7 separate regions of the Sus scrofa genome follow, and regions 1, 2, 3, 4, 5 and 6 are each linked to region 7. The links are chromatin contacts, called in public HiChIP or PLAC-seq maps. All regions are on one chromosome and are shown on one strand. The core of a region is the stretch at or near the end of the contact, and the rest is flanking DNA. Distances in the headings are between cores, read along the strand shown. Region 1 has its middle 160 kb from the start of LPP. Region 2 has its middle 120 kb from the start of LPP. Region 3 has its middle 38 kb from the start of LPP. Region 4 has its middle 20 kb from the start of LPP. Region 5 has its middle 140 kb from the start of BCL6. Region 6 has its middle 190 kb from the start of LPP. Region 7 has its middle 16 kb from the start of TPRG1.

The links. HiChIP or PLAC-seq counts read pairs in DNA pulled down with a chosen protein or histone mark.
Region 1: an H3K27ac HiChIP or PLAC-seq map of alveolar macrophages shows a contact between it and region 7. The contact joins two enhancer-like sites. A contact is called at or near these places in 2 of 2 datasets of contacts at active chromatin or transcription factors (alveolar macrophages and skeletal muscle).
Region 2: a contact with region 7 is called in an H3K27ac HiChIP or PLAC-seq map of alveolar macrophages. The contact joins two enhancer-like sites. A contact is called at or near these places in 2 of 2 datasets of contacts at active chromatin or transcription factors (alveolar macrophages and skeletal muscle).
Region 3: a contact with region 7 is called in an H3K27ac HiChIP or PLAC-seq map of alveolar macrophages. The contact joins two enhancer-like sites. A contact is called at or near these places in 1 of 47 Hi-C or Micro-C datasets (embryonic fibroblasts) and 1 of 2 datasets of contacts at active chromatin or transcription factors (alveolar macrophages).
Region 4: a contact with region 7 is called in an H3K27ac HiChIP or PLAC-seq map of alveolar macrophages. The contact joins two enhancer-like sites. A contact is called at or near these places in 1 of 47 Hi-C or Micro-C datasets (embryonic fibroblasts) and 1 of 2 datasets of contacts at active chromatin or transcription factors (alveolar macrophages).
Region 5: a contact with region 7 is called in an H3K27ac HiChIP or PLAC-seq map of alveolar macrophages. The contact joins two enhancer-like sites. A contact is called at or near these places in 2 of 2 datasets of contacts at active chromatin or transcription factors (alveolar macrophages and skeletal muscle).
Region 6: an H3K27ac HiChIP or PLAC-seq map of alveolar macrophages shows a contact between it and region 7. The contact joins two enhancer-like sites. A contact is called at or near these places in 2 of 2 datasets of contacts at active chromatin or transcription factors (alveolar macrophages and skeletal muscle).

Annotation. Positions count from the first base shown.
Region 1 is chr13:125,618,039-125,622,236 of Sscrofa11.1, forward strand. No RefSeq gene overlaps it. Among named protein-coding and RNA genes, the nearest start is that of LPP, 160 kb to the right of the region's middle. Within about 2 kb of position 1,528, at least 17 of the 83 cell types and tissues checked have an H3K27ac peak or open chromatin away from gene starts, as enhancers often do. A contact at or near this core is called in alveolar macrophages, where this site is marked.
Region 2 is chr13:125,663,305-125,667,722 of Sscrofa11.1, forward strand. No RefSeq gene overlaps it. Among named protein-coding and RNA genes, the nearest start is that of LPP, 120 kb to the right of the region's middle. Within about 2 kb of position 2,592, at least 2 of the 83 cell types and tissues checked have an H3K27ac peak or open chromatin away from gene starts, as enhancers often do. A contact at or near this core is called in alveolar macrophages, where this site is marked.
Region 3 is chr13:125,742,736-125,747,007 of Sscrofa11.1, forward strand. No RefSeq gene overlaps it. Among named protein-coding and RNA genes, the nearest start is that of LPP, 38 kb to the right of the region's middle. Within about 2 kb of position 2,121, at least 11 of the 83 cell types and tissues checked have an H3K27ac peak or open chromatin away from gene starts, as enhancers often do. A contact at or near this core is called in alveolar macrophages, where this site is marked.
Region 4 is chr13:125,760,254-125,764,541 of Sscrofa11.1, forward strand. No RefSeq gene overlaps it. Among named protein-coding and RNA genes, the nearest start is that of LPP, 20 kb to the right of the region's middle. Within about 2 kb of position 1,453, at least 9 of the 83 cell types and tissues checked have an H3K27ac peak or open chromatin away from gene starts, as enhancers often do. A contact at or near this core is called in alveolar macrophages, where this site is marked.
Region 5 is chr13:125,525,338-125,529,554 of Sscrofa11.1, forward strand. No RefSeq gene overlaps it. Among named protein-coding and RNA genes, the nearest start is that of BCL6, 140 kb to the left of the region's middle. Within about 2 kb of position 2,369, at least 26 of the 83 cell types and tissues checked have an H3K27ac peak or open chromatin away from gene starts, as enhancers often do. A contact at or near this core is called in alveolar macrophages, where this site is marked.
Region 6 is chr13:125,594,327-125,598,103 of Sscrofa11.1, forward strand. No RefSeq gene overlaps it. Among named protein-coding and RNA genes, the nearest start is that of LPP, 190 kb to the right of the region's middle. Within about 2 kb of position 1,720, at least 8 of the 83 cell types and tissues checked have an H3K27ac peak or open chromatin away from gene starts, as enhancers often do. A contact at or near this core is called in alveolar macrophages and skeletal muscle, where this site is marked.
Region 7 is chr13:126,511,743-126,516,017 of Sscrofa11.1, forward strand. No RefSeq gene overlaps it. Among named protein-coding and RNA genes, the nearest start is that of TPRG1, 16 kb to the right of the region's middle. Within about 2 kb of position 1,524, at least 14 of the 83 cell types and tissues checked have an H3K27ac peak or open chromatin away from gene starts, as enhancers often do. A contact at or near this core is called in alveolar macrophages and skeletal muscle, where this site is marked.

The DNA.
Region 1 (4,198 bases), core at 278-2,777, 890 kb before region 7:
CATGTCCCCCTCTTCCATGGTCTCTCACACTACCTTCCTTCCCTTTTGAACACTCTCCAAGTTTGCAAACATCCACTGAATTGTGACCATCTGATATGGGTCACTAATCTCTTTGGTGGTAGAGGCTGTCCCTACTTTTTACTCTCTGTTGTACCCCAAACCCTCTAGCCTAGCACCTGATATCAAGGAAGGAATAAAAGGAGTGAATACAGGAGGATTGATGAGTCAGCATAAAAACATAAATACTCAAATCTTCAATAATTCTCTGTCATTAGTGGGGCTTTAAAACTTGTCTCAACCATTCAACAATGCCCCAACATCTACCAATCCATGCTATTCTCATCACCCATCTCCACAGCCCCCATACAGGGTCTGCTCATAGGTGATGCTCAGAAAAACGGAGTGATTAAATCAAAGGATCAAGCATTTCCAACAGGACATAAAGTTTCTCAAGAGCAAGATGCCTCTATTAACCACTCTGGTGCTGTGCTTCACACATGGTAAGTATTCAGCCAGGAGTTGACTTTTATGCCATACTCCCCCAGGGATGATGGAGCAATAGATGCGAAAATGTAGTGGAAGTAGTGTGAGCTTTGAAATCATTCAGATATACCTGCTTTGTGATCTTGGGAAAATGGCTTAACCTCCTGATCCTCATGTTCCCCATCTGAGGATAATACCACTGCTAAGGTGTTATTTTGAGGCCATCCTAAGGCCATTGTTACGGGAAATGGATGCCAAGGCTTTTGGCATTTGCCTGGTGCCGCAGGGGTTCCCCACCCACATTAGTTCCTTTTTTTCCTTTCCTTTCTGGGAGTCAGAGTCTGGCCAGCTTTACTTCTCCCTCAACCTCCTAGGAAGCAAACAGTGGTAAAGGAATTGGAACAGAGGCTGAGACCCATTCTCTTGTTCCAATCTGACCAGCAGATGGCAATACCCATGCCCTGTGGCTCCTACCCAAACCCTTTCCATCCTGATGGAGGGGAAGGTGACAGGAATAGGCTCATAGGATGACTCAGCTCCAGTGACTAAAGTGAGGAGGTGGTGGTGGTGGGAAGGCATGGGGGCTGGAGCGGAAATGAGTGAACCATATCTGATGAAGGATGTCTCCAAGATAAAGGGGCTTGGCCCTGGTGAGTTCCTGGCTCTGACGTGGTACAGACAGGCAGGGGCCTGAGCTCTCTCCCTTGACCCCCCTCACTTAATCTCACAGTGAGATAACTCCCTGCCAGCCCAGGGGAGCCTCCCAGGGCAGATGCTGGGGGTCTGTCTGCCCCCTGGAGGCTTTCAGCTCAAGGTCTGAGACACATCTGAACACCACTTTGGATGAACTGATTCTTAAAAAGTGTCCCATATCTCCAAAATCCATGTGTATGGGTTCTGATCCTGACAGCCTCCTGATTGCCAAACTTGGCCTCTCTCCTCGCCTGCAGACTGTTTTCTCCACCTATGCCACCCTTTTGATATCTCCAAGCCCTGCACATGCAACAAATTTAACACTGAACACTAAGTGCCCTCCCATCCACTTCTGTCATCCCTTCTCCTGGTTGGTTGGTTACCATCGACCCTATCACCCAGACTGGGCCCCTATCACTCCACTCTCCACGTCAGTTCCAGTTCCTGAATTTCTCACTCCAATTCCTCCTTGCCTTCCCCACCACAGCTGACTCTGGCTGGGCTTTTGTCATAATTTACTATGATGCTCCAGCATCTTCAAACTAGCCTCCATGCCTCCTATCTCTCTTCAGTCTTTCCCAGACTGTCTACAGAATGCTATGTCCAAACTCATTCCTAGTGTCGTTATCTCCCTGCTTAATATCCCTTAATGTGTTCCCAATCCCTATAAGACACAATTCAGGAGTTGCATGGTGGCATAGAAGCTTAAGGACCCAACATCATCCCTCCCATGGCTTGGGTCAATGCTGTGGCACAGGTTTGATCCCTGACCAGGGAACTTCTGCATGTGGCTGGAGCAGCCAAAAAGACACAGTTCAGACTCCTTAGTCTGTTGAATGAAGCCCTTCATGATCCAGGACACGCCCATTTTCTGGTTTCGCCTGCTGACCCCATCCTGCAAACTCTGATGCACAGAGACACTCCCTAGATTGGAGCCAGTCCTGAGTCCTGGCGTCACATGCACTCTTTCCACCTCTAGATCTGTGAACACGTTGTTCTTTCTATCAGGTGAGCACTTTTCTGCCTTTCACAAAATTATTTATCTTTCTAGATTCACTCAGTTTTCATCTCTGCTGGGTGGCCCTTTCAGATTCCCAGAAAGGAGTTGGCAGCTCCTTCTCTGAGCCCTCTCTCAAAACATGGTCACTCTCACTAAGCACCTGTTGGCGTGGTGAATTCTTGTTTATGTGTATCTGTCTTCACTGGACTGGGGATACATGGAGGCAAACCCTCCCAGAGAATACCTACTTAAATAGTTTTTGAATAAATGAAATGTTAAAAACAGGCATGAAGTAATAGTCAGTTTCGTCCTCTGATCCTCTGTGTTTCCATCCATAAACTAGGTATCTGATCCAGGTAACTTACAACTCTGTCAACCTCAGATTTTATACTGCATCATGCTTCCACTCAGCTCACACACCTGGCCCACTCAGCAGCAAGAGATATTGCTGAGTTATTTTTCCCAAGGAAGGAGTAGGACTGTGGGTCCACCCACACTGCAAAGTGGCTGTCGTCTCAGAAGCTCTGATTGAAGTCACAGAACTGCTCAAAGCCAATGCTCTACAGAGGGACTCAGAAACCCAGGACCTATACCACACAGGCTGGGACTCTGGTCACTTCCCCAGCAAGTCATAAGTATTGTCCACCCGTGTGGGGCTTGTCTGCAGGCACTCACATGGGTATGGCCACCAGCCTCAGGCAGGCACCAAGGGTGACACATCTGTGCAAAGGAAGCCACCCACACAGTCTCACCTCCCCCAGGTCATTCTCTGTGATCCCCGCACCTTCCGGCACCAACCCCACACTCACACACCCACAGTGCTGGGTTGTCTGCCTGAAAATCTAGAGCTCTACCCATCAGACCGTAGCATCTTTCAGGAGGTAAGACAGATGAACCCATAGGCTGGTGGCTCCCCTCCTCTGACCCCATCATCAGCTACCCCTCCCTAAACAGCTTCTGCCAGCGTGCTGGCGTGAGCAGACCCAAGTTCACCTCAAAGCTTTCTCTGAGAAAATAATTTGATCTCCCTGAGCCTCAGTTTTCTCACCTATAAAATGGCACTAATGGCCCTGACTACATTCTCTCCATAGGGATCACTAAGACGCAATGATCTAATACGTGTGAATGTGGCCCGTACACACAGGTTCAATGCAAACGTTCAGGATTTAAAAGAGTAATGGTGTTGATAGACACTACGTTCTGTTTCTAAGGAAAAGCACCTTTTCAAATAAAAAGGAACAGTTTAAATCCAAATATTTATTGAGTACATACTGTGTGCCAGATATAGTACAAGCGATTATTAATGATCTAAACAACACTTCCATAACTAAATTCAGCAGTGCTGTAGTTTAATTTTATGTCTGAAGTCAAAAGTTTCATGTTTTGAGATATATAATGTTCATGCATTTTACACCTGTGGGAATAGAAACATTATTTGCATAGATATAGATGTGTGTGTGTGTGCACGCACATGCGTGCATGCGTGCTCGAATTTGAAAGAAAAGAATACTGGCCCAGGAGGCAGGAATGAAGTATAATGACAAAAACCATGAGTTTGGGAATAAGACATACACACCTAGGTTCAAATCCTGACGATGGTTCTAGGACTTATTAGCTTTTTGACTTGAGACACATTTTGGTTCACTGAAGCCTCAGTGTCACCATATGAAACACGGAAATAATGAAAACTCCCTCAGCGGTCTGTTGTGCAAATTCAATCATGCACACAAAATATTGAATGGTCTCCAACTCAGAGAGGGCTCCACAGATGCTGCTGCCTCCAACCTTTGGCCTCCTTGTTCCTCTCATGCACTCCGTGACCTGGGGCCAGCCGCTCAGCCCCCAGCACAGATTTTTCTCATCTACAGAACGAGAGGGCTGGACTCGACTCCTGGATTCCTTCCAACCCCAGGATGCCAGTGTCGTAGGTCGAATATCTATTTTATGCATGTTCCTGGATTTCAATAATGAGCCCGACCCAGGCAAAGTCCCCTCAGCCTGGTATGTGCTCCACTTCCAAAG
Region 2 (4,418 bases), core at 1,342-3,841, 850 kb before region 7:
GGCTGTTAGTGGGTTTTCCTTTGGGCCTCTTTTGTTCCTGTTTGTTTAATGTATATTTTCCTACTGCCTTTAGGACACAGTGACACACATTTCACTGGCATTGTAGGACATAGTGCCAGAGGAGTGTGGGGAAGAAGAGCCCCTGGGCAGAGATGGTCAATCTTTCCCAGGCTAATGTCTGATGCTGCTTCATTATTGTCTTATTTATAAATATAAGAACCACACCTGCCAGAGAAAGAACAAGGGCAGATGACTTCTCAAGGCCTTCTCCATGTCACTGACTCTGAGGTGCCCAGGAATAATTTTTTAAGTGCATGTAAACTTTATTTTGTTTTAAAATTTATTTTATTGAAGTACAGTTGATTTACAATGTTGTGTTAATTTCTGCTATACAGCATAGTGATTCGGTTATACATATAGTACATACTTTTTCATATTCTTTTCCATTATGGCTTATCATAGGATATTGAATATAGTTCCCTGTGCTATATAGTAGAAATTTTTTGTTTATCCACTATATATATAATAGTTTAAATGCATATAAACTTTAGATGCATAGCACTCTGAGTACTCCTAAAATATGGCTCAGACCCCGACACTACTCTGCTTAACAGATTCAATGAGTCTCTCCTGTCTAAAGAATAAAATATCAAATTCTCCATGGTGGTATTTAAAACATTTCAAATTCTGGCGCTCAGCTGGACACCTGCTACTTTTCTCTAGTCTCCCACCAAACACTTCAAACCACACACTCCCTCCTGCACATCCTGGCTTTATACCCCACGATAGCTCAGCCAATTCTTAACCCCTCTGCTGCATCTAAGTTCCACTCACCTTCCTTTCCCAATTCAAAAGTCACCCTGTTCAAGAGGTCTGCCATTCTGCTAACTTCCCAGGCAGAACCCAGCTCATTCTCCTTTAATTTTCTATTATTATTTTCTCTCTTTTTTCTCTCAAACTATTCTTAACCTACCTTGTAATATCATCAGCTCTGTCTGTTTCTGTTTCATACTTAATACTGAAAGCTCTCTAAAAGCAGGGTAAAATGTTGAATTCTCTCTTTCTGCTACACAACAGCATCTGTCACCAATGAAAAGGCAGGACTACCAATATGCCTTGGTAAACAAGGGCAATTCTCACCTCATCTAGGAAGCTGTTTAAATTTTCCAGAGGTTTGCCACAAGTTAGAGGAAGGCCAGGTTAGGCAGCATAAGAAGGCTTCAAAGTTTTGTTTTGTTTGTTTGTTTGTTTGTTGTTTTTTGTTTTTTTCAAAGTTTTGTTTTGACATCTTATATTTTATAATCCTGTGGGACTTTGAAGAAGTGGTAGGGTCCAGAAGGTGTTTGAATATACCTGTCTAGGTCTGAGAAAAGGTAACAATTCAGGCCTCATCAGCATACAAATGATAATAGAAGTGAGAGTGTTTATAAGGTTTCCCAGACAAGTTAGAAAGTGAGAAGAGAAATGCACTAAAGACAGATACTTAAGGAACACCATTATTTTATAAGCATGGGGAAAAGTGCCCACAAATGAGAGCAGGAAGCTATAATCAAAAAGAAAGGAAAAATGAAGGAAGGAAGGAAGAAGAAAAAGGAAAGAAAGAAAGAGAGAGAGAGAGAGAGAAAGAGAGAGAGAGAGAGAGAGGAAGGATAGAAGAGAGAGAGAAGGAAGGAAGCCTGGGATTTGAAAGTTTCAAAGAGGAAGGAAGCAGAGAAACTGTAGAGTGATATGTAAGTCTAAAAAAATAAAGGCTGAAAAGTGTTCATGGATTTTGGTAATTAGGAAGTCCTTTTTGATCATTTGGGGTTTTCTGGCCACACCCATGGCATGTGGAAATTTCTGGGCCAGGGATCAAACCCACCCAGTATCGCCCCAAGTCACTGCAGTGACAAAGCCAGATACTTAACCTCCTGCACCATGAGGGAACTCCTAGAAAGCCCTTTGTGATTTTAATGAAAGCAGTTTCCCTATGATTGTTACAAATCAGTATTAAGCCAAAACAGAGGACAGGCGTTTCCAAAACGTGAATAAAAATGGAAGAAGAAAGATAAGGCAGCAGCTTGGGGATATAGCATCCATGAGGTAAGTTTGTTTTGTTCTCTGTTATTAAGAAAGAAGTTTGAGTATGTTTATCAGCTAAAGGAAAGAAATCAATAGAAAAAATATGGAAGATATAAGAGAAAGAGGGACTCTAGCAATACATAAAAAGGATTATACACCATCACCAAGGGATATTTATCCCAAGGATTGACAGTTGGCTCAACATATGAAAATCAAAGCATCCTATTAATAGAATAAAAAGCAAAAAATGACCATCTCAGCATACACAGAAAAAGTATTTAACAAAATCCAACACCTTGTCACGATTTTTTTTTTAAAAAAAGGAAAACACTCAACAAGTTAGAAATAGAAGGAATCTTCCTCAGTCTGATAAAGGACATCTATGAAAACCCTAGCTAACATTAAACTTACTGGTCAAAGACTGAAAGCTGTCTTCCTAAGATGTTTAACAAGACAAGAACATCCAGTCAGTACATGTGGTCAGTATTGCACTAGAGATTTTAGCCAGGGCAATTAGGCAAGAAAAAAAAAAAAAAAATACACTCCCAGATTGAGAAGGAAGAAGTAAAACTACTTCTAACTGCACATGACATAATCTTGTATATAAGAAAACCTATGTAATCCACAAAAAATAATTTTATTTATTTATTTATTGCTTTTATGGCCTCAGCCATGACATATGGAAGTTCCTGGGCCAGGGATTGAATCCACACTGCAGCTGCAACCTGTGCCACAGCTGTGGCCACACTGGATCTTTAACCCACTGCACCAGGCCAAGGATCAAACCCACATCTCCACAGCTGCCCAAGCCACTGTAGTTGGATTCCTAACCTGCACTGTAGCAGGAACTCCCACCAAAATACTTTTAAAACTAATAACAAGTTCAGTAAAGTTGCAGGATACAAAATCTATATATAAAAACCAATTATATTTTTAGACACTAGTAATGAAAAATCTAAAAATGAAATTAGGAAAATAACCCCATTTAGAATAATATTAAAAAGAATAAAATCCTTAGGAATAAATTTAACAAAAGGAATACAAAATTTGTTTTCTTTATCGAAAACTAAAACACATTGTTAAAAGAAACTAAAGATCTAAATAAATGGTAATACATCCCATGTTCATGAATCAAAGATGGAATATTGTGTCAACACTCCCCCGAATAATCTAGAGATATAGTGCAATCTCTTGTCAAAATCCTAGCTGTTTTTTGTAGAAATTGGCGGTTGATCATAGTAATCAGATGGAAACACAAGGGACTCAGAATTGCCAAATGATCTTGAACAACAGCAAAGTTGGAGAACTCACAGGTCTCGATTTCAAAATTTACTACTAAGCTATAGTAATCAAGATAGTGATCACATTGCTAATCCATTCCAAAGGCAATAGTCTGCATCTATTAAACCCAAGCACCCCATCCATCCCGCTCCCTCCCCCTCCCCCTTGGCAGTCACAAGTCTATTCTCCAAGTCCATGATTTTCTTTTCTGTGGAAAGGTTCATTTGTGCTATACATTAGATTCCAGATGTAAGTGATATCATATGGTATTTGTCTTTCTGTTTCTGACTTACTTCACTCAGTGTCAGAGTGTCTAGTTCCATCCATGTTGCTGCAAAAGGCATTATTTTGGCTGTGTAGCACTGGAACTATGTCTGGTCACTTATGATGGAGCATTTATAATGTGAGAAAAAAGTACATGTACATGTAAGTGAAACTGGGTCACCATGCTGTACGATAGAAAATTGACAGAACACTGTAAACCAGCTATAATGGAAAAAAAATTAAAATCATTATATAGCAAAATAAAAAAGACAGTGATCACTGAAGAAAACAAGACATAGAGGTCAATGGAACAAAGTTGAGAATCAGAAATAATGAGAATGGGGGGAGTTACCGTTGCGGTTCAATGGGTTACAAACCTAAACGGTATCCATGAGGATGTGGGTTTAATTCCTGGCCTCCTTCAGTGGGTTAAGGATCTGGCATTGCCATGAGCTGTGGTATAGGTTGAAGATATGGCTACGATCTGGCGTTGCTGTGGCTGTGGTGGAAACCAGCAGCTGCAGCTCCAATTTGACCCCCTAACCTGGGAACTTCCATATGCTGAAAGTGCAGCCCTAAAAGATAAAAAAAAAAAAAAAAGCAAGGAAGAAAAAAGAAAGAAAGAGTGAGAATGGGAATGAGGATAGACTGCTAATGGGTGCACCAGGGTTTCTAAATGTGATAATGAAAATATTCTAAAATTGGACAGTGAGGATTAATACCAAACTTAATCAGGACACTAGAAAACACTGAATTTTATACTTTAAAAGGGGGAGGTTTATGGTATGTGAATTACTTCTTAATGAAGCCAT
Region 3 (4,272 bases), core at 871-3,370, 770 kb before region 7:
AACAAAAACAGGCAATCAAGGTGGAGGGTGACAGGTTCTGAAAGGCAGCTAAGAGGAGAGGAAGGCTGACAGCATGTGTGAGGCCAGAAGGAAAGGGTGAGAAGACAAGGAACTGACACTCTGAGAGTCTCCATGCTTTCTCACTGTGCATCAAGAGCAAGTTTTGAGAGTAGAACTTGTTTTCTTAAAAATCTAAGAGAGAAAAGGAAAGACTGTCATTATTATGCCAGAGTCTGTTCATTGCCTCCCAACATCTAGTCTCTCCTTTCAGTAATTGCCCTGGTTTTTGACTGGCCACAGAATCAGTCAGCTGGATTTCCCAGCCTATCCTGCTGCATGAGTGTCCAGATGACTAAGTCCTAGTCAGTGAAAAGTCAGCAGATGTATATATGTCTGCCAGAAACTCTCCTTAGAGGGAGAACATCTCCTCTCCTCATCTTCTCCTCAGACTACAAATGTAATGGTTGGAGCTCCAGCAGCTATCTTCTTCCCTGAGGTGGCCTTAAGAATGGAAGTCCTCACATTAGGGTGACAAGAGAAAAGGAGTCTGGGTCCCTGATCCGTGGGACACTAACTCCCTATCCCAGCTGCCTACCTCAAATGTATTTCAAGTGATTGCCTTGGTTTCCGATTGTTGCTCGGACAAATCACTCCAAAGTTACTAGCTTAAAATGACACTTTTTTTTTTTTTAACCATGGTATTCTATAGACCAGAGTCTGACAGGGGTCTTAATGGGCAAGATCTAGGTGTCAGCAGGATGTATGGTAGTTGTGCCTCCTAGTCTTTTCCAGATTCTAGAAGCTCCCCACACTCCTTGGATCATGGCCTCTCATTCTGTCTTCAAAGCAGCAATATCAGGCGTATCCTTCTCATACTGCCATCACTTTGGTTCTCTCTTACGATTTCCTCTTCCACTATAAAGTATTTTGGGGATAGCATAGGACCTACCTGAATAATCCAGGATGATTAAGGTCAGTTTATTAGCGACTTTGATTTCAACTGCCTCCTCAATTCCCCTTTGCCACATAACCTAAGATATTCACAGGTTCCAGAGATCGGGACATAGACACACAGTGGAAGAGAAATAAATTTCTATCTTATACAAACCACTGATTTTCAAGTCTTTGTTGCCCACAGCTGAGCCTAACGTATTCCTGTGACAGACACTTGTTGAATACCCACTGCCATGCCATGGTGGTGCTGGCTGGGGTCTGATAATACTGGATGATCTAATATTTCTGGTCCTCCAGAGGCCGTGAGACTCATCTTACAACATCACATGGCCCCAGAATCATCCACAAGCCCACAGTAATGCCACCAGAGAAGAAAGAGGCCATTCACCAATGAACTGACCACAGCTCCTGCTCCCCAGCCTCTCAGGTTTGCCTCAGCACAGAGAAGGATCAGGGTCAGGAAGAGACTTGCCCAGGTGTCCATAGAAGTTCATGGCATTGCCAAGACTAGAACCCAAGTCTCTGAATACCACTCCTCCATCACATTATTTTCCTGGGTTTTTCAAGGAAGGACATACTGGACATACTACCCTTGGTCCCTGGCACCCAGTCACAACCTCTGGCACAGGCCGAAGACCGTGTTTACCTCCATTGCAATGATTCCAGTGACATCAGAGACTTACAGAATTTGGCTGGCCTTTCTTTATTCTCTTTCTACCTCTGGGCTATGCATAGTGAAATTCTCTGATGGTATTCATTTTCCTGCCCTTCACACCCTCATGCTCCATTTTTCCTATTTGTTAAGTAAGTTCCTATGAGTACTTAATAGGACTTATGAGGTAACATGGATAGCCAAAGATCAAGTTAAGGGCTCAGGCTTGTGAAGTTATGTGATTCAGTGCCATCTTTGATTTTGTCCTCCTCTATCTCTCTGATTGTCAGCATTTCCATCTTGAAAAAAAAGGGGGGGGAGGAGACAGCAAATGTGCTTCAAAATACTTGCAAGGAACAGCTCATAAAACTCATTGTGAGGCACATTAGCACCGCACACAGTGTCATCTAACTGCTTATAATGAAATGTTGAGCAACTAGGAATCCAGCTCACCCCATCTGGCTCTGAGTCACACTCCCTAGTAACACTAAGTGAAAGTGAAGAGAACTTGCACCAGGCCAGGATACAAAGCCGGGAAGTGCCTGACAGCCAACCTCACATGGAGATGTGCCTGAGAGCCAGTGGACCTGGAAAACCTTCATAAAGCCATTTGCTTAAACCCTTTGCTCTGCTCTTCTTAAAGATCGATTTCCCAAGCTCTCTTTGGTAACTGTTTCTGGGTTACACACCCAGATAGTTGGAAAGACTTCCCTTATGTAATTCAAGTGTGTTTTCTTTGGCTCTGCCTTCAGTGGGAAGGGAAAAAATTTATTTGCATTTCCCCCATACCCCCACCTTTATAGTAATATCCTTTCTGATACCTCATGGCTGGTATTGAGATAGCTCTTCTATAGGACTTCTCAGTGTTCATTGCACATAAATGCAGTGGGGTGTGTGTGTGTGTGTGTGTGTGTGTGTGTGTGTGTGTGTGTGTGACATTTGCCAGGACTAGAACCCAGGTCTCTGAATACCACTCCTGCATCACATTATTTTCCTGGGTATTTTGATGAAGGACATATTGGACATAATCCCACAGGACAAACTCCCATAAGAGTGTTTTGTTGTTGCTGTTGTTGTTTTATGGCTGCACCTGCGGCATATGGAAGTTCCCAGGCCAGGGATTGAATCCAAGCCAAAGCTGCAACCTACACTGCAGCTGCAACAATACCAGATTCTTTAACACATTGTGCTGGGCCAGGGATCAAACCCACACCTCCACAGCAATCCGAGCCACTGCAGTCAGATTCTTAACCCACTACACTACAGTGGGACTCCCCCGTAAGAGTTTTCACATTGTGTTAAAAATGCTTGAGTCTGAGTGGTTTAGACCTGGATGAGATCTTATAGATCATTTCTTCAAAATATCTAAATTCTGCACATGAGAAGATTGTGGTTCTATATGGTCTTGCTCAAGGTTATACAATTAGTGTTGAGACAAAGAACTGTCAACCAGGCCTATGGAATTTTGATAATGATGTATCACTAGATAATATTTAGCTTATGCTAATTCCTAATTTTTACTTTCTTTGCATAATACCTCCTGATATTTGTAGAGCACTCATATTTATTTTGAGCAAAAGCAGTCATCCCCCTTCTTGTATAATAGTTGTTTACTCTTCTTCTGTCAGAGAACTCATTTTCCCTCAATTAAGCATAATCCTGCACATTCATGCCAACTTCTTTAACTTAAGGGGTCATATTGAATTGCAATTCTACTCTACTTGGTTTCATCTTAACTTTATGGAAGAGCTCCTATAAGCCAGTCGCTGTCACGTAGCACCTCATCTGATCCTCCAGACAACCCTATCTTAGGGATATTATTATTCACATCTTAGAGTGGAAACAAAATGAGTCAGAAAAAGATTAAGCAGTAGACCCAAGGCTGTCCATCTGCTGAGACCCATGTCTTCTCTTTTGTGCTTAGGACAGCATGTGACCTCTCACACAATGGCAGCCAACCCGCATAATTTTCTTCTAGCAGTAAGTCAAAGAATGGTGCTCTTTTTCCAACACACCTACCATGGAAGTAAATACTAAGTAGCATAATTAGCCAAGGCCAATAGGTAGAGAAAGTCACATACTCTTCAAGTTGAAGGTGAATGATAACTTCAACATTCCCCACAACAGAGGTTAGTGAGAAGAAAGTGTAACTTTTCCTTTCAATATATAGTCACAGCTATGTAAACAAGGAGGAAAATGAAGACGGTAGATGGTAGAAGATGCCTGGAGTCTGAATGAAGGAGTGGTTGTTTCTGAGGGGGATCAGGGAAAATGCCTTGGAGGAAGGCCCCAGGCATGCGTGAGCGGGAGGACTCAAAGAAGAAGACATCAGGGCACAGGCAGTTGAGCCAGATGTTAAGAGAAGGAGACCAAAGTGAGGACAGGTTTGGGAAAAGGCGTGAAATGAAGAACTCCTGAAATAACTGGGAGTAATAAGCTGGGGCGGGGGGAGATAGATAATTCTGGGTTTCCGTGTATCTGAAGGGTAACCAGTCTAAGGCAGGTGAGACTTGCTCTGTGAATTGAAAATTCCAAGTTATCGGTTAATTAGGTTATACACAGTCAGCAGTGGTCTCAGAAAAGCTAAGCCAAGAAGGAGGCACATGGTTTCTAACCATTAGACCTGCTCAGTAATGGCATGGCTTTCTTTGGAGAGAAAGCCACCC
Region 4 (4,288 bases), core at 203-2,702, 750 kb before region 7:
GAATCCTTCCTTCAAAATATATCTTAATTGGGTCTTCCCTATTTAAACATTGTTAAAAGGGAAGGTTGGAGTGACGGCCCCCAGGTCATTTCTAAGTCTGTGATACCAAGTTTGAAAACCCCTGAATTTATGACTCTAGTCAGCACTAAAGAATCTTTTTATTACAAACCACAAAAGATGCTGAAAGTAGTTGGTAAACTATGAACTGGACTCAAAATGTAAAAATCATTATGAATTATTTTGAAAAGCCAAGTCTTTGTAAATCCTGAGTATGTAGTTACTTCATCCTCACAAAAAGCCAGCGCCTCTGCAGTTAAAAATCTGTTCCTCAGAACCATCCGTTACATTATTTTTCTCTGTGGTGAGCTTGTGCCCACAGTCTAAAATGGACACTTTCATTTCAGACCCATTTTATTTTATTTTATTTTATTTCCATTTTTAATTTTTTACTTTTTAGAGCCACACCTGTGGCATATGGAAGTTCCCAGGCTAGGGTTACGCCACAGCCACAGCGACGCCAGATCCCAGCCACCTCTGTGACCTACACTGCAGCTTGTGGCAATGCATGATCCTTAACCCACTGAGTGAGGTCAAGGATGGAACCTGCATCCTCATGGATGCTAGTCAGGTTCATAATCTGCTGAGCCACAATGGGAACTCTTCAGACCCATTTTGAAAGGCCCAGAGAGCTTGTCAACAGTCCAGATATCTTCACTAAAATAAGGGCTACTATTTCTTTCAGTGTTATGCATTATACGTATCCTTTAGTCTATGCTATGTAATAAGCCCGTTCAAAACCTTAGTGACCTCAAACAGTCATTAGCTCACAATTCTCGTGGTCAGTGATTCGGGCTGGGTTTAGCTGTGTGGTCATTCTGATGACCTTGCCTGGATACACTCATGCAATTCCAGTCAATTGGCAAGTCTGCTTGGAGCTGATTGCTGCTGGCTTATAGCAAGGCTGTGTGCCTGCATTGTTTAGCAGGTTAGCTCAGGCTTTTTCACATAGAGTTGAGTTTTATACAAAGAGAGAGAGGGCAAAAGCAGAAGCTGTGAGGTTTCCCAAGGCCTAGACTCAGAAGTTGCAAAACATTGGAGTTCCTGTTGTGGCTCAGTGGTTAACAAATCTGACTAGGAACCATGAGGTCATGGGTTCGATCCCCGGCCATGCTCAGTGGGTTAACAATCCAGCATTGCTGTGAGCTATGGTGTAGACTGCAGACGCAGCTCGGATCCCGCATTGCTATGGCTATGGCATAGGCCGGTGGCTACAGCTCCAATTAGACCTCTAGCCTGGGAACCTCCATATGCCGAGGGAGCGGTCTTAGAAAAGGCAAAAAGACAAAAAAAAAAAAAAAAAAAAAAAGAAGTTGCAAAATATATGGCTGCTGTATTCTTGTATCAGTCAAAGTCATGAGGCCAGCTAGATTCAAAGGGTGACTAAGTAAATTCCTCTTCTTTGTGGGAGGAAGAGCAAAGTAACATTGTAAAGAGACTATTGTAGCTCTCTTTGCAAACACAGTACACCTCTAACCAATGTCAGTTTTTGCTTAGAGATACTACAATTGATTTTCTTACTCCTTGATATTTCAACAAGGTCTAACATATGATAAATGCAGTTTGGGATCCAAAATACATACAAGTTGTAGAGAGAGTGAAAATAAATCAGAATTCTTCAGTCATCGGTGCTACTGTAAAGCCTAATCTCCTGCCCACAGTGTCTTGAGGTCTGGCCTGTGCATCTGCTTGCCTCATTAACCTGAGGCTTCTCTTAGGATTGCAGTTTGTCACATGTTACTGGGAAATGACCCATGAAATTTCCTCTGCTGGAGGTCTCTTAACCCATGCATGGTAGAGCCAATGAAGTCTTTAGAAATGTCCTGTGCTTGCTCCTTGCTAGCAACAATTATCTGTCCATAAATGAAATTTGCCTCAGAGAGAAGTGGTCAAATTTATAAAAACATAAAAATGGGGAGTTCCTGTTGTGTCTCAGCAGAAACGAATCATAATTACCCCTCAGACTCTGGTTCAATGGATCTAGAGTAGGTATTCACAGAGTAGTAGAGAATATAAGGTATGAACAGGAAGGAAAATGTAATAAAATTGCTTTTAATATAATAAAAATGTGATAGAAGAGGTATAGCAAAAGCACTGTAGGTATTCAAAAAAAGGAAGATATTTTTAGCTGGAGAGGGAGAAATCTAGAAAGACTTTCTAGAGAAAGAAAACTTTGACTTGAACTTGAGCAGTTGAGATATATTACAGATGTACTGAGGGATCACCTATGGTTGAATGAAGAAAATAGAATGTCTCTATCTCTGGGGATGCAGCAGTGCTGATGATTGGTCTCTGGCCTGTGTTGGCCACAGCAAAGTGTTAGAAGGAGACCTCTCTTGACACCTTTTTTTTTTTTTTTTTTTTTTTTTTTTGCTTTTTTGGGCTTCACCTACAATATGGAAGCTCCTAGACTAGGTGTTGAATTGGAGTTGGAGTTGCAGCTACTGACCTACACCATAGCCACATAGCTGCAGCAATAGCAATGCAGGATCCAAGCCATGTCAGTGACATACACCACAGCTTATGGCAAGGCTGGATCCTTAACCCACTGAGCCAGGCCAGGGATGGAACCCACATCCTCATGGATACTGGTTGGATTCGTAACCTGCTGAGTCACAACAGAAACTCCTTTTGATATTTCTTATCTGCCACATATTTGAATGTCAACTCAAAGTCATTGATATGAATTCCAGAAGACATGACACATACATACATGGAAACCATCCCTAAACCATAAAATTGGAAATAAATGCTAGCTGTTTGTGTTCTAGTAGATTATGCGTTTCATATCATCCAGTTTACACAGCATAACTATGGCCCTAACAGATTATCAATAAAATTCACATGGAATGAATTAAAAATTGGTCACTTAATTGGATCTGGGGCTACACATTGCGAAGACTGACTTGCCTGACTCAGAACTAGAGTGCAAGAAAACTTCATTGTTGATGGTTTGTCATGATGATGATGGAGTTTCTCAGAGGCTAGGACTGCTGAGTCATGGGGGCTCATACACTGACAGTAAGGCAAAAGGTTATTTGGGGACAGCTGTAGCTGCAGAAGGTGTGTCTCCACTTGAGAAGGCAAACAATCAGAGGTGAAGCCTTTAGCTCTAGGTTGCTCTGGAAAAAATAAGGAATACTATAGCAGAAACTAGGTGATGTGCAAATCAAGAAAGATTCAGACTGCGCATTCTTGTAAATATTAAGCATTATTAATAGTTACAGTACTTTGACATTATAGTATTCAGAACACAACAACTGAAGTCCCTAAAAGCCAAACTTGGCTTTGTCATCATTTTTAGGATTACAGAAGGCTAGATTTGGAAGGGGCCTTAGAGAGCTCTTAATCCAAACTCATTTCTTCTAATTTTAGAGCAAATGGTTCCTCTGGAGCCCAGGAAGCAAGTTGCCCAAGGCAAGATAGTAAGTTGTTCCAAATAAAGAAAGATACAACATGTTCTTTTGGTGCTTTTAAAAAAGAAACACTTAAGTATTTTCTTGGGTTTTCTATTTGTCAAGCCTAAAAATCTATTGATACTTAAAGCACTCGGTTGCTATATTAACCAAATTCAAAGCAATGCTACACAGCCAGTAAAAGAGAAGAAAGAGCATAGTGTTTCCACCATCTTTTGGACCTACCTCAAATCCTAGGACGAATGATGATTTAGTCCCTTAACGATCACCTATTGAGGCTTATTATAATCAAGGTATTTTCAAAACTCCCAAAGGCCTAGAAGAGCTCATAGTACAGCCAAGGCATTAGAATATTACCACTAATACTACTATTACTACTAATAACATAATAATGTGAGATATAACATGTTAAAGACTTGAAGAGACATACAGGGAGTTGAAGGAGGGCCAGAACAACAATGGTTCTGACTATGAGAGAAGTCTTTGCAGAGAAGATGACACCTGAACCGGCTTTGAAGGATTATAGGATTTGCCCTCACAGGTGTTTTTGGTAGGCTGAGAGAAGTGGACTTCCCAGTTAGCAAAGACACTGAGGTGGCAAAGCATGAGATGGGTTTGATAGAACAGAGAGCAGGAAGGGAAATGGTGAGAGAAAAATGCCGGAAAGGAAGGCTTAGGGAAAATACCGCAATAAGTTATGGTTTGCTTCCCGGCTTCCGTAGTCTCATGATGCCAGAAGACATTTATTTTTTTAAGTTTATTTTTATAATCTATATTAATCTACTCATTCAAGAAAGCTTGAAAAATATAGAGAT
Region 5 (4,217 bases), core at 1,119-3,618, 990 kb before region 7:
TTCGTTTGTTATAACCCATGGATGTTTTCTAGGGTCTTCTTTGTTCTATTGCTCCTAGAACTGGCCCCATAGGCTATCCAAGGGACTATGGTTGTTGGGCTTATTTCTGCATCAGAGTTGCTGAATTCAGCCTCTTGTACATATCACATTTGAACTGCTAGAAGCAGATGAATATGACACAACCTCCTTCCCCAGATGAAATCACCTATCTACGTTCAAAGGGCTGAGGGATGGCACTTCAAATCCGCAACAGTCAACACGATAAGTATCATGTTAAAATTGACTTATGTTTACACAGTGCATGGATGGTTTGCAGGAAAAATTACCACATAATATAATTTATTTTATTCATTAAATGAATTTTGAGAAATGATTATGTGTCATCTTTGATAGGGTTACAAAAATGAATTGAACAAATATTTTTGCCCTAACATAACTTATGTGTTAGCCAGGGAGGTATAACACATGAATTCAATTAGTCTTCTTTCTGACTAATAATATCACAGTTTTGTGCCCTAGCCAAACAAACTACCAATTCACGGGTCACCAGACTTCACATGCTTTCCCTGCTTCTGCCTTTGTTCATAGTATTTCCTCTGATTGGCCTCCTCGTGCTTCTCATTGACTATTTATTTCCCCAAGCCAAAATCAAATGCAAATGTTTCCATGAAGACTTTTCTGATACCCCTAAACAGTAAGTGATCTCTCTCCCCTCTGTCCTTTATACAGGCTTTAAAATCTCATCCTTTGTATTTGGCTCCCTTATCTCTATGCTGGAGCTCCCTGGTAGATATGAGTGCTGAAGGCAGAATCTACATCTATGAAGCTGAGGATCCAGTTATGTCCTACCAAATGAGATCGTATTTTGATAAAGCTTGGCTAATTTCTATAGCAATTGTTACTTCTATTTCTCCTTCTTCCTCTCTTCATATGAAAATTGAAACATGGTTATGACGCAATTATTTGATATAGACATTAGAAAATATGATCCAAAAGCAAAGGGCTACATAAAATTCTTATTTTTTTGCCTAATACTTATTTTATTATCCTGCAAGCATTCTCAGACTTCCTGTGATGAAGATCATTCTCTTAGTTTCTAAGCAAGATCCCCTAAGGAATTAAAAGTTTGGGCAAGTTTCTGCTATGGAATAGCAGAGCTGGAAGGTACCTTAGGAATTATCTACTTCAATCAACAAGTTTTAAATATGGAGATATTGAGGCTTGGAAGGGAAATGTGGCTTGTTCAAGGTCACTAAGTGACTCAGGGGCCAAGCTGGACATAGGTCTCTTGGCAGTTACTGCAATGTCTCTGTCTATACACGAGGCCAAGTCACCAAGCTGACCCTGCTCTTGCCCAACACCCTGTCTGAATTTTCTGTCTGAAATGAGCCTAGACCATTATAAGCATTACAACAGGACTGCCAGAGGTGTGGCTAAGCAGATCATTTGCCCAGCCTTACACGAAATTGAAGAATCCTGTAATGGGGAAAGTATCTGGACAGAAGCAGTGTCACCAAGAGTTCCAAAGGAAGCACGCGGTGACCAACACAATACCAAGCCCAAAGACGACAGCCAGAGCTGATAAGGGACTGTGCCTTTAAAGTATAGACTCATGGAGCTGGGGAGAACCTTGGAAATTATCCAGAAGACAAAGCAGCACTGCAACATGAAGTCTTGTCTTCTAGAAATTACCCTGTTATTTACCTGTCATTAGTAAGTTACTCCCCTTCTCTAGTCCTCAGTTTCCAAGTGTACAAACTAAACAGGATGAGCTAGATGATACCCAAAGTACTTTTCAAATCTGAAAATTTTCTACTCTATAAAGCATCTGATTTCCTAGTTTGACACTTGAGGAAAAAGAGGCCTACAGAGGTTCAGTAACGTGCCTAAGGTCACACAGTGCTTCAGTGGCAGAGTAGTAACTGGAGTCTAGGCCAGCATTCTACCTACTGCCCCACATGGCTACAACCATCTCTTCCAAGCTGCCCTGGAGCCTTGTGGTGAATTGTGAAACTGCTGTCCCCAGACTCTCGCAATTGCCCTCTTCTTTATGCCTGTGGGACTGTTGGCAGCACACAGAGGGCTGTGGGAGAGAAGTCTGAGCGATCTCTGCCCTGGGAGTGGAGCAAGGATCAAATCAGCTCCTTTTTTTTCCTCACTCTAGTAGAAATGAAACCAAAACCAGCTCCTTAACTTAGAAGGCAGAGAGGCTAGAAGAGAGTGGCCCTCAGCCTCAGCTTATGCAGAGCCCTGGGATAGTGGCAGAGAAAGGCCCTTTTCCTGGGGGCAGGAGGATCTTTCACCTGAGTCTCTACAGAATGAAACCAGATGATGGCTGAGATCCAAAGCAAGGTGCTTGACCTAGGAGAAGCAACACTGGGTCAAGATGCAGAAAGACTCTCTGCAGCATGGCTCAGAAATGTGCTTCCTGAGTGACGTTGAGTCATTTCACATCCCATCAAAAATGGGGAAGGAATCATGCAGAAGAAAAAGAATTGTGCTTTAAATCTAATGTTACCTTTGAGCCTTACAATTGATCTTGGAGCCAGATACAGAAAGCATTTTCCTCACCTATTTCCTTTGCAAGACAGTAAAGAAGCTGTTTTTAAAAGCGATTGGGAGTTCCCTAGTGATCTAGCAGTTAAGGATTTGGCTTTGTCACTGCTGTGGCTTGGGTTCAGTCCCTGGCTCAGGAATTTATGTATGCCACAGGCACAGCCAAAAAGGGGAAAAAATTTAAAAGAAAAGTAATTGAAGTGGACCAGCTCTGAATATCAGACATTGTTATTAGCAAATGTGATAGATTTCACATCTTCATACTTTAAAGATGCATGTAACCTAGGTCTTCCTTTCTTTCTCAAGAGGAAGCCACATGGCTTCACAAACCCTCCTGCCAAGGAATCTCCTTTTTTTTTTTTTTTGTCTTTTTAGGGCTGCATCCGCAGCATATGGAAGTTCCCAAGCTAGGGGTCAAATTGGAGCTACAGCTGCTGGCCTGGCCACAGCCACAGCAACGCAGAATCCGAGACACATTTGAGACCTACACCACAGCTCATGGCAATGCTGGATCTTTAACCACTTTTCAAGGCCAGGGATTGAACCGGTGTCCTCAATGTATACTAGTTGGGTTCATTACCACTAAGCCACGACAGGAACTCCGGGAACATTTTTGGTAATCCTGCTTTTGATGTGACTTGCAAAAAAAGCAGAAGCAAAGATTACAGACACGCTGCTTGACGCCTAGTTCCCATTCCCTGTTGTTGAACGAATGTAATTAAAGGAAGAAAGGAAGCGGGTCTCCAGAGAGATATAATGTCTATTCCTAAGCCCTTTTTTTTTTTTTAATAAACTTCAGATAATCAGAAGTTCGAGGTCAGAGGATAACTTAAGGCCATCAGAAGTTGGCCAGATTGGACTCATATTCTCTAGAGAATTCTGGCCTTTTGGCAGCCAGATAGAGTGCTGAACGCCAAGCCAGGCTGTGTTTGGGCGCAGCTCCAGGCTCCAGCCCCTTGGGCCTGGGCTTCAAGATGCACAAGGATCCCGGCAGCAAGCAGGGTCCATTCCTGAACATACGCTTTTAATCAGAGACACTGGGACCTGGATGGGATGCCAGGCATAATTTAATTCCTCTCACTTTGCAGATGTAGAATCGAAGGCCAGAGTGGGGGACGGGACATGGATGATTGCACAAGATCTTTTGGCAATTTAGGACATCACTCGGTAGGATGGAAATGGGTAGCTTTGGGGTAGTAACCTGGCTCCAGATCCCAGCTCTGCCAATTATCTACTAGGAGACCTCAGGTAAGGCACTTAACCTCCCAGAATATCAATGTCATAATTTGTAAAACTTGGGTGGGGGGCATAATTATATGGCCTAAATTACAAGATTTTTATGATAGTTAAATGAGATTTTAAAATATCGAAGTGAAACTAACACAACATTGTAAATCAACTACATTCCTATCATTTTTTTAAAATACAAAAATGGAAAAAAAAAACCAAAGTGATTGGTAAACAGGAAGTCATTATTCATACTTTCATGTTGGGATTACATTATAATAAAACACACGTCCTAATAAAACCAGTGCACTTTTCTGAATGCCATCCTCATGCCAAATGCTTCACCTGGTTTAAACCAGGTCCTATACACAGCAGGATTTCAACACAGTATCTCACTTAGCCCCTTCCATCCACCAGTCGAAACCTGGGCCTGG
Region 6 (3,777 bases), core at 470-2,969, 920 kb before region 7:
GTAGCATGAGAAGAAATCTGGGGCGTTGCTGAGAAGAGAATGGGAGCTGACAAAAGGAGACAGGATATGTAGATTTTACTAGCTAAAAGTTTAGAAGGGAAACTAAAGTAATGGGGTAGTAGCTGCGTAGTCATATAGGATCAAGGGAAAGTTGTTTTTTAATAGTCACTGTATAGATATATTTGTTTGCTGATTGAATGGATGAAAGAGAGTAAGACAAAACAAATATTGCTGGAGAGAAGAACATGAAAGGAGACAGAATCCAGAGTACACAGGAATTGTTGACCTTAGAGGCTATGACATGTCCTCCACATCATAGGAAGGGGGCCGTGCATACGGATGCAGAGGCAGGTGAGTGAAGGAGTTGATGGTGGAAAGACGGAATCATTTCCTCTGACAGCAAAGAAGGAAGGTCATCATCCTGGTGGAAGGTCATCTCCTAGGATGGAAAGGGTGAAGCATGGTGGAGATTTAAGGAGGGAAGTAAAGGTATGAAAGAATCATTCCAGAGACTGAAAAAGTAAATTTGCTAGAAGTGTTATAGGGTGTTCTGGAAGGTCCATTGGAGGGTGGTGGTCATAAATTTAAAGCGAGCTGCTTGGCATGATCCTCCATGTTCTTAAGAGCATTCTTAGTTGCAAGCAAAGGAGGAGAGAGGGTATACCTACGTTTCACCAGACTGGGGTTTTGCCCAGTGAAGGAGGAAGCAGCAAGGGCACTTAGGCTCTTGAGAAAAGAAGGGCTAAGATGCAGAGCAGGAGTTCCCATTGTGGCTCAGTGGTCACTAACCTGACTAGTATCCATGAGGACATGCTCAGTGGATTAAGGATCAAGCATTCCCATGAGCTGTGGTGTAGGTCACAGATATGGCTCAGATCCCACGTTGCTATGGCTGTAGCGTAGGCCTGTACCTGCCGCTAAGATTTTATCCCTAGCCTGGGAACGTCCATATGGCACAAATGCCACCCTAAAAAGCAAAAAATAAATAAATAAATAAAGATGCAGAGCAGAGGCAGAGGGAGTTGGGGCTGGAATAAGGGTGAAGGCTAATCAGTAATACATCACTGGACTACACAGGTATCCAGACCATCTGCCTGGACCCATCAGTATATCAAGAGTTTTCCTTCTCCCAGAGAAGGGAGCTCATTACTGACTTCCCTTGGTTTTTCCACATCTAGAATCCCCCTTTCAGGGCTATGCAACCGATTAGAAACTGAGTGTTGGGCATGAAACTAGGTGGAAGAGTCAAGCCTGAACACAGAGGGGGATGTCTTCCCCACACTCTGCAGCCGAGTCTCACCACATGGCTTTGAACTCAGGGAAAGCATGGGGCAGGAGAACACCCCAGACATGCAGAGAAAAGACCCAGGTGTCTGTGGTATTCACCAGGTGAGAAAGTTCCCTCACACCCTGAGCCTCTGTTACCTCGTGTCATACCTCTGGCCCTGCCTAAAGTGCAGCTCTTTACACAGACCTGATGAAATGGTGAGTATAAACCATCTCTGTGCGAGAAACTGGAGATGTGAAAAATTATATGATTATGATATCTCTGTAGGTTGGTCTGCAACAATAGGCTTACACACCATTGGCCTTAAAATTGGAAACTAATGCAATGCTTAAAATGGAAGGCAAGGGCATTTCAAAACAGAAGCAATGGGAAGCAACTGCCTCTCTTTTTTTGTGCAACATCCTATGAACTCGTGGCTCTCACAGCCCAGGATATTGCCGCAGTTGGCAACCCAGTATGTTTTGAACAGCACAAGACTAATCCCTGAGTCACTCTATAATCCTGAGATAGCGATTTTATCTTTTGATACCTCAGTGGTCTTCCCTCTAAAGTGGGAAGAATTGTGCTTCTACTCAATTGATTGGGAATCCAGGAAGATTCAAAATTTTTTTAAGAAAAATAAATAACTGGAAAGTGTTCTGGGTTACTTTGAGAAGGAGTTGGTATACATGTGAAGTGTCACTATTATTAAGTGTGAGGCAGTCATTCCCACCCCCACCATGTCCCAGGGCTACAATGTGAGCTGTGTGACAGGCTATTTTTAAATTCTCATCTCTGGAAGCATATGGTCCTGTGTGGTGCCAAAAAGAGAACTGACCTGCTTCTGTTTGTTCACTTGTTTATTTTGATCTGGTGGAGCATTTTTTTACGTTGTTAAATGTTATCCTTTCTACCCTAAACTTTTAAAGTAAGGGCTGATGTTTTTCCGCAACACAGCCTAAAAGAGACCATGGCCAGTGTAACTTGCTTGGGCAATGGTAAATGACCATCTTGGGACAATGGTGTGTTTATATAGATCTCCTGCCTTTTGTGTTAGTGAAGAAAATTCAGGGTTTGCCTGGTTGATGATGATGATGGTGGTGATAATCCCTTTTGTTTTTATGTTTTAATAATAACAACTGCTATTGACTGAAGCTCTTTCCTGCTCCACCTGACTTCACCCTCTTATTGGCTACTTGGCAAGACTGTCCTGAATCGAGTCAAACTTCCTACTTGTTGGATTTGATTTCTGACAAGGAATCCCTGGAAAGATATCCAGCTGCTCAGCTGAAAAAGGAAAGAGGTGCAAACACCCATATTATGGGTTTATGGAAGCTAATTTTTTTTTTTGCAAAAGCAAAAAAATAAAAATAAAAAAATAAAAGAAGATCCCATAGGTCTTTCTTTTTTTAACTTATTTGTCTTTTCTGGAATCAAACTCTTTTGTCTTTGGGTCAAGTGATGAATAAAAATAGAAACGATGAAATTTTGTGGCATTTTACTTATTTAATGTAAAAGGTAACTTATAAATGAGGATGATGAGGAAAACTTGGAAATCAGGGCCTGCACCTCCAATTAAGACTGAATCAGGAAGATGTGAGAGGAATATAAAAAGTTCTGTATAACCCTGGGGGCCAATAGGAGAGTCCATCAGGAAAATTCACAAAAGGTGAAAATGCTAAAATTGTGAAGCTACAGACACGTCTAACCACAAAAGTCTTCCTCAAGCGGTGGTGAACATCCTTCACTGGAGAAGTTCAAGAAGAGAATGGATGAGTGCTTGCTGGGGATATTGGATGAGAAATTCTGAAATTGCTCCTATGTGTGAACAGGTATGGTCTTGTCTATCTCCTAACGTCTATGGATCAGCCGGCAACTTCAAATCCTTTTTTCTGGAGAGGAAAGTAGACACTTCGAGACCAATTTGGGTTTTCAAGAATTTTCCAGTGTATGTACAAAGATGCTCCCTATTTCCTTGCCCCCTCTTTGCCCAATTTAACTCAAATCCCACAGTTTAGACATGAACAGAAGAAAGAGGATTAAGCATATGACTTGTCCTCCCCTTACAAACAGAACGATCTTTCACTTACATGTATTTCTTTCTCTTAACATTTCCATTGGTCTGCTCCAAACCACATCACCCCAAGCTTGGGCTCCTCGGTACCAGCTCTCTTCTCTCCTATATCACCCAACAGGTCCATCCTTCACGTATGAGTGCCCTTAAATCATCATTTCATCATAACCTATAGTTGATCTAAATACTGTCCTGACTTTCCATTTCCTGTAACTCTCCTCCAGTTCTTAAGTCCATAACTCAAGCTTCATGGGGAGTCTAACTCCAAATAGATCGCTCAACCAAGAAAACCTTCTACTAATTGACTATTTTGTGCCACACCCTGATGGAGAGACCTTCTCCATCTTCTCTGTGCCTTTGTTACCCAACTCAAACCTCACCTCCTCCAGGTGACATTCCCAACTGCTCCAGCCTGCTGATTATCTCGGCTTTCTCT
Region 7 (4,275 bases), core at 274-2,773:
CTAAAACGCAAATGTGACCATCTTATTCTTCTACATTTCCAGCATTTCCCATTGCCTTCAGGAAAAAACAAAAACAAAAAACAAAGAACAATAAAACATAGTAACTCCAGAATCTGAAATATACAAAGCCTGAGGGCCCTGGAGATCTGATTTGCTTCTTCTCTTGTCTTCTCTGCCCTTCTCACCCCCAGTTTCTTGTCCTTGGTTAATTACTTGAAATTCTCCAAACTCTCCTATTTCCGTGTTCTTCTCTCCGCATCCCGCCCACAGCTTGGTGCTCAGCCTTGAAAATTCAACGTGGCGGTCACTTCTTCTGGGACACACTGTAGGACCAGCCTCTCTGCAGCCACATCACCGCAAGGTGACTGCTACTTGACCATTGAGGTGATTATTTTTCAACATCACACTGCCTCACTACCCTGTGAACTTTCCGAGAGATGGGAACGCATCGCAGCCATTGCCTTTATGGAGGCAGAACTGCCTTTGACATCAGCGACCCTACTGACCTCTGAGTTAATTTCACCCATGTGGCCATTCCTTGGGCTGTGACCTTGGTCAAGGAGAACCACTTCACCTGAAAGCAGGTATGTGGTAAATGTGGGGTGAGTGAGTGTAAGTCCCCTATATTTCACAGAGGAGGAAACAGGCCCAGAAAAAAGAGGTGACCCACTGGAACTCTCACAGAGGGAGGGTCCAGGGACTTCTCCATTCCTGGTCCAAAGCTGATCCCACTAACCCACATGCTCAGAGAGTCCCAAGGCAACCCACCTCTTGTGGGAGAGGGCAGCAGAGGGTCCTCCCTGGGTGGTGTGTGTGCACATAAGGGAGGTCCCCAACTTCAGCTGGGCTTGCCACATCTCCAGGCAATCATGGAATTCCTGGATGTGAGGGCTGGGTATTGAGCGATGAGCAACCGTGCAGTCAGGCTGGCACATGGGAGAGCAAAATCATCTAAAAGAGGAAGCCTGGAGACTTGGCAGCAGTGGGAGGTGTTTAGAGTAAAAAGAAGTGGCCCTTAGCCGCCATCCATACTGACTCAGGTGTGCCTGTTACCTGTGGGTCTTACTGGCCAGGCCGGCGCATAGGGCCACCCAGAGCCTTCGTCCCCCGAGCACATTGAAAATCCCTGTCTGTGTTGTTCTTGGGAGGGAAGGTTTGGCTTGGAGTAGTTTTTCCTGAAAAATCAAAACAACTCCTCAGAGTGGGCCCAGCTTCCAGGGGCCGCCTGAGAGCCGGGCACACTTCCCTTGGCTGGGGTGTGAGTGTACCGGTTTCTGGAGTGGAGGGGGCATCTGAGGGTCACGCAGCGGGGAATCCAAACCTCTGAGCCTGATTTACAGCTCAGGGCCTCCACTCTCCTCCCCACCAGCCCACATAAACCCCCCCAATTTCCTCCTCTGCGCGCCAGCACGCCTCAGAGCTGGGAAATGGGATCTCACCAGTGGCTTTTTCTGGGCTTATGTATGGATTCTTTCCTGAGAGGATGGCAGAGGGGAGCAGAAGTGGTTCTTCAAAATGTGAGCAGGAGAGCGTCATGGTGAGTCAGAGAAGGACAAGCCTGAGACAGCTTGGAGATCAGCCAGCTCAGAGCTCCTATTTGCCTTCTTTCTTTCCTTTTCTACTCTTTATTTCCCCCTTTCCTTTTCCTTTTTTTTTTTTTTTTTCTTGTGGCTTCCACACAAAATCTTATATGGATTGCCAATGGATTAAACTTCAAAATGGAAGTGCTCCAGGCATTCCCTGGCGGGGCAGTGGGTTACAGATCTGGCATTGTCACGGCTGTGGTGAGGGCTGCAGCTGTGGTGCAGGTTCGATCCCTGGCCGGGGAAATTCTGCATACTGTGGGTATGACCAAAAAAAAAAAAAAAAAAGGCAGCATTCCAGGCAATTGTGTGTTAGGAGCTTCTGGCCTCCCCTTCTGAGCTTCCCTCTTCTCTGACCCTTATAGAGACTCATGAGGCCCCTCCTCAGATCACTGGACTTCACAGACAGCAGCTTGGAAACCTCTGCTGTGATCCAACTCCCTTATTTCACACAGGAGGTTACGAAGGCCCAAGGAGGCTATGGAGCTATTAAAGGCCAAACAGGGATTTAGTGATGGAGTTGGGCTCTCCCAGGCCCCCTCCTGGCTTTCCAGCCTCTTTCCAGTAACTTGTACAAGATTCCATGGAGACCTTGTAAAGGCTTAGCCTGGCCCTGGTTTCTGTGGTGCATAAATCTTATTTTCATTAAGGAAAAAAACCAATTAGAACTGAAGAAGCCCTGGGTCAGTAACTCTGGGAAATAAGCACCAAGTCAGCATGGCTTCTTGACCCCTTTGGCTCTGGTACTGGGATTCCTCTGCCTTTATTTAGAACCTGGGTTCAATCTGGCCTTCCTTGGCCTGAGGCCCTTGACACCTCAAGCTCTGGGGCCTGAAATTCTGTGACTATCCCTATCTCTGCCCCAAGCTTGTGTCTTTTCCCCTGCCAAGGGGTTAGGTCCTGCCCATTTCTAGCCCCAGAGATCCCTTTTATGGCCCCACTTATGGAGGCCAAGCCAGGACCCCGGCCTGCCCTGGCTGTGTCCAGCTGCCCTTTCAGAAGGCCAGCATCAGAATAAGATCCCTGACAGCCTGCTGTTCCGGGGCAGGGAAACCAAGCCGCTTCCTTCCTGAAGGCCTGGAGTCTGAAGGCACAAGAAGCTGAAGCATTAGCATTTTGCCTGTTCTCTTCCACACCCTTCCTCCTCCACAGCAACCCTAAACTGGCCCTTCATATCCTCAGCCTCCTGGACCCCTCCCAGTAGTGCCTAGGCCCAGGCCTGAGGGCTTTTCTGCAGCCCAGGAACAGAGTCAGGCTGGCCTCTAGGCCTAAGGCTTCTACAGCCACAGACCAACTCCACCAAACCCTGACCGGGAAGCCCCAGGCCATGGTTGAGGGGTTGTGAGCTGTAAGACTTCCGGAGGCCCACGTGAGAGCTGGAGAGCTCAGGGGCTGCCCTGAAGCTTAGCTGTAAAAGGTGGAGCTACCAGGAGGGGCAGGGGCAGAACTGTGGGTTAGGCCTGTGGGAGCACCACACCCACTACCAGCAGAGGAGTGCACTCTATCTGGGACCCCAGCCTTGACTCCAGATCTTGCTTATTCAGAGATTCAATGAAATTCTTAACTTCAGGGTGTCCTAGAGCCAGTACTGCCTAATCCAGAATGGAACCTGTATCAAGGGCTGAAGTGGATAAAACAAACTTGGAGGCAAAGCTCACGCAGCTTCCCGATCTCCTTAGAGAATCTAAGAGTTGTTTCACCTTCAGGATGACAGTCTTCTCTCCTGAGTCCTGTTTTGACTGCAGACCAAGAGACTCCTTCTAGAACCTACTGTAATTGTCCCCAGGTGCAGACAGGAAGGTGGAAGGCTCTCGGGCGAGGCCATGGCTGGCTGGGAATCTGCACAAGCCATGCCTACTCACTGAGTGAGACTGACATGGCAGGTCACCTGGAGAGTGTCCCCTGCCACATGAAGACCATAGAGCTTTGTCCTGGGTATAAGAGTCCCCTGCAGGGACTCCCTTGAGCAGAGAAACCAGGAACAGACCTGAGGAGGCAGAGCCTCGAAATGTCTACTATTGTTGTCTGGTTAGACAAGAACATTCCCAGAGAGAAGTGCTTTGCAGGAAGGGAGGAGTCCACCAGCTTTGGCCCAGCCTAGTTTGGAGCTTGGTTCTGACACCTCACAGCTGGTTTGCTGGCCTCATGTCCAATCATGTAATGCCCAGGAACTCAGACAGAGATCTGGACTTGGAATTCTGAGTAGGCTTAAGCAACTCACTTCATCTCACTCAACCTCAGTCCTCACCTTGAAAGTGGGGTGATGATGACACCTGCCTCACAGAGGTGTCGGGATTCAGCTAAATGCCGTGAACTTTCCCCAGAAAGAGTAGGTCCTTGGTGCCTAGTTTCTGATCTGGCTCTGAGAGGTTAAGCTCGGAGAGAAAGTACAGGTTTCAGAGAGTCAACTTGACTGTCTTCTGGGGTCTTGTGGGGAGGGCTTGGAGAGCGGCACCCAACCCCTCTGGGTTACTTGTAAAGCTTACATCTCTATGCTGCTTTCTATCCAAGAGCAATGTGCTGAATGTTAACAACTAGGACAGGAGGCAGGAGGCCAGAATTCCTCCCCAGGTCTGCCCAAAGCTGCTGAGTTAGCCACTTCCAGACCATGGCAGGGTGGGTGGCGGAGACCAAACAATTTCTCTTCTTGCCAAAATATATGATCACAAAAAGCTTTCAAAATATACAGAGA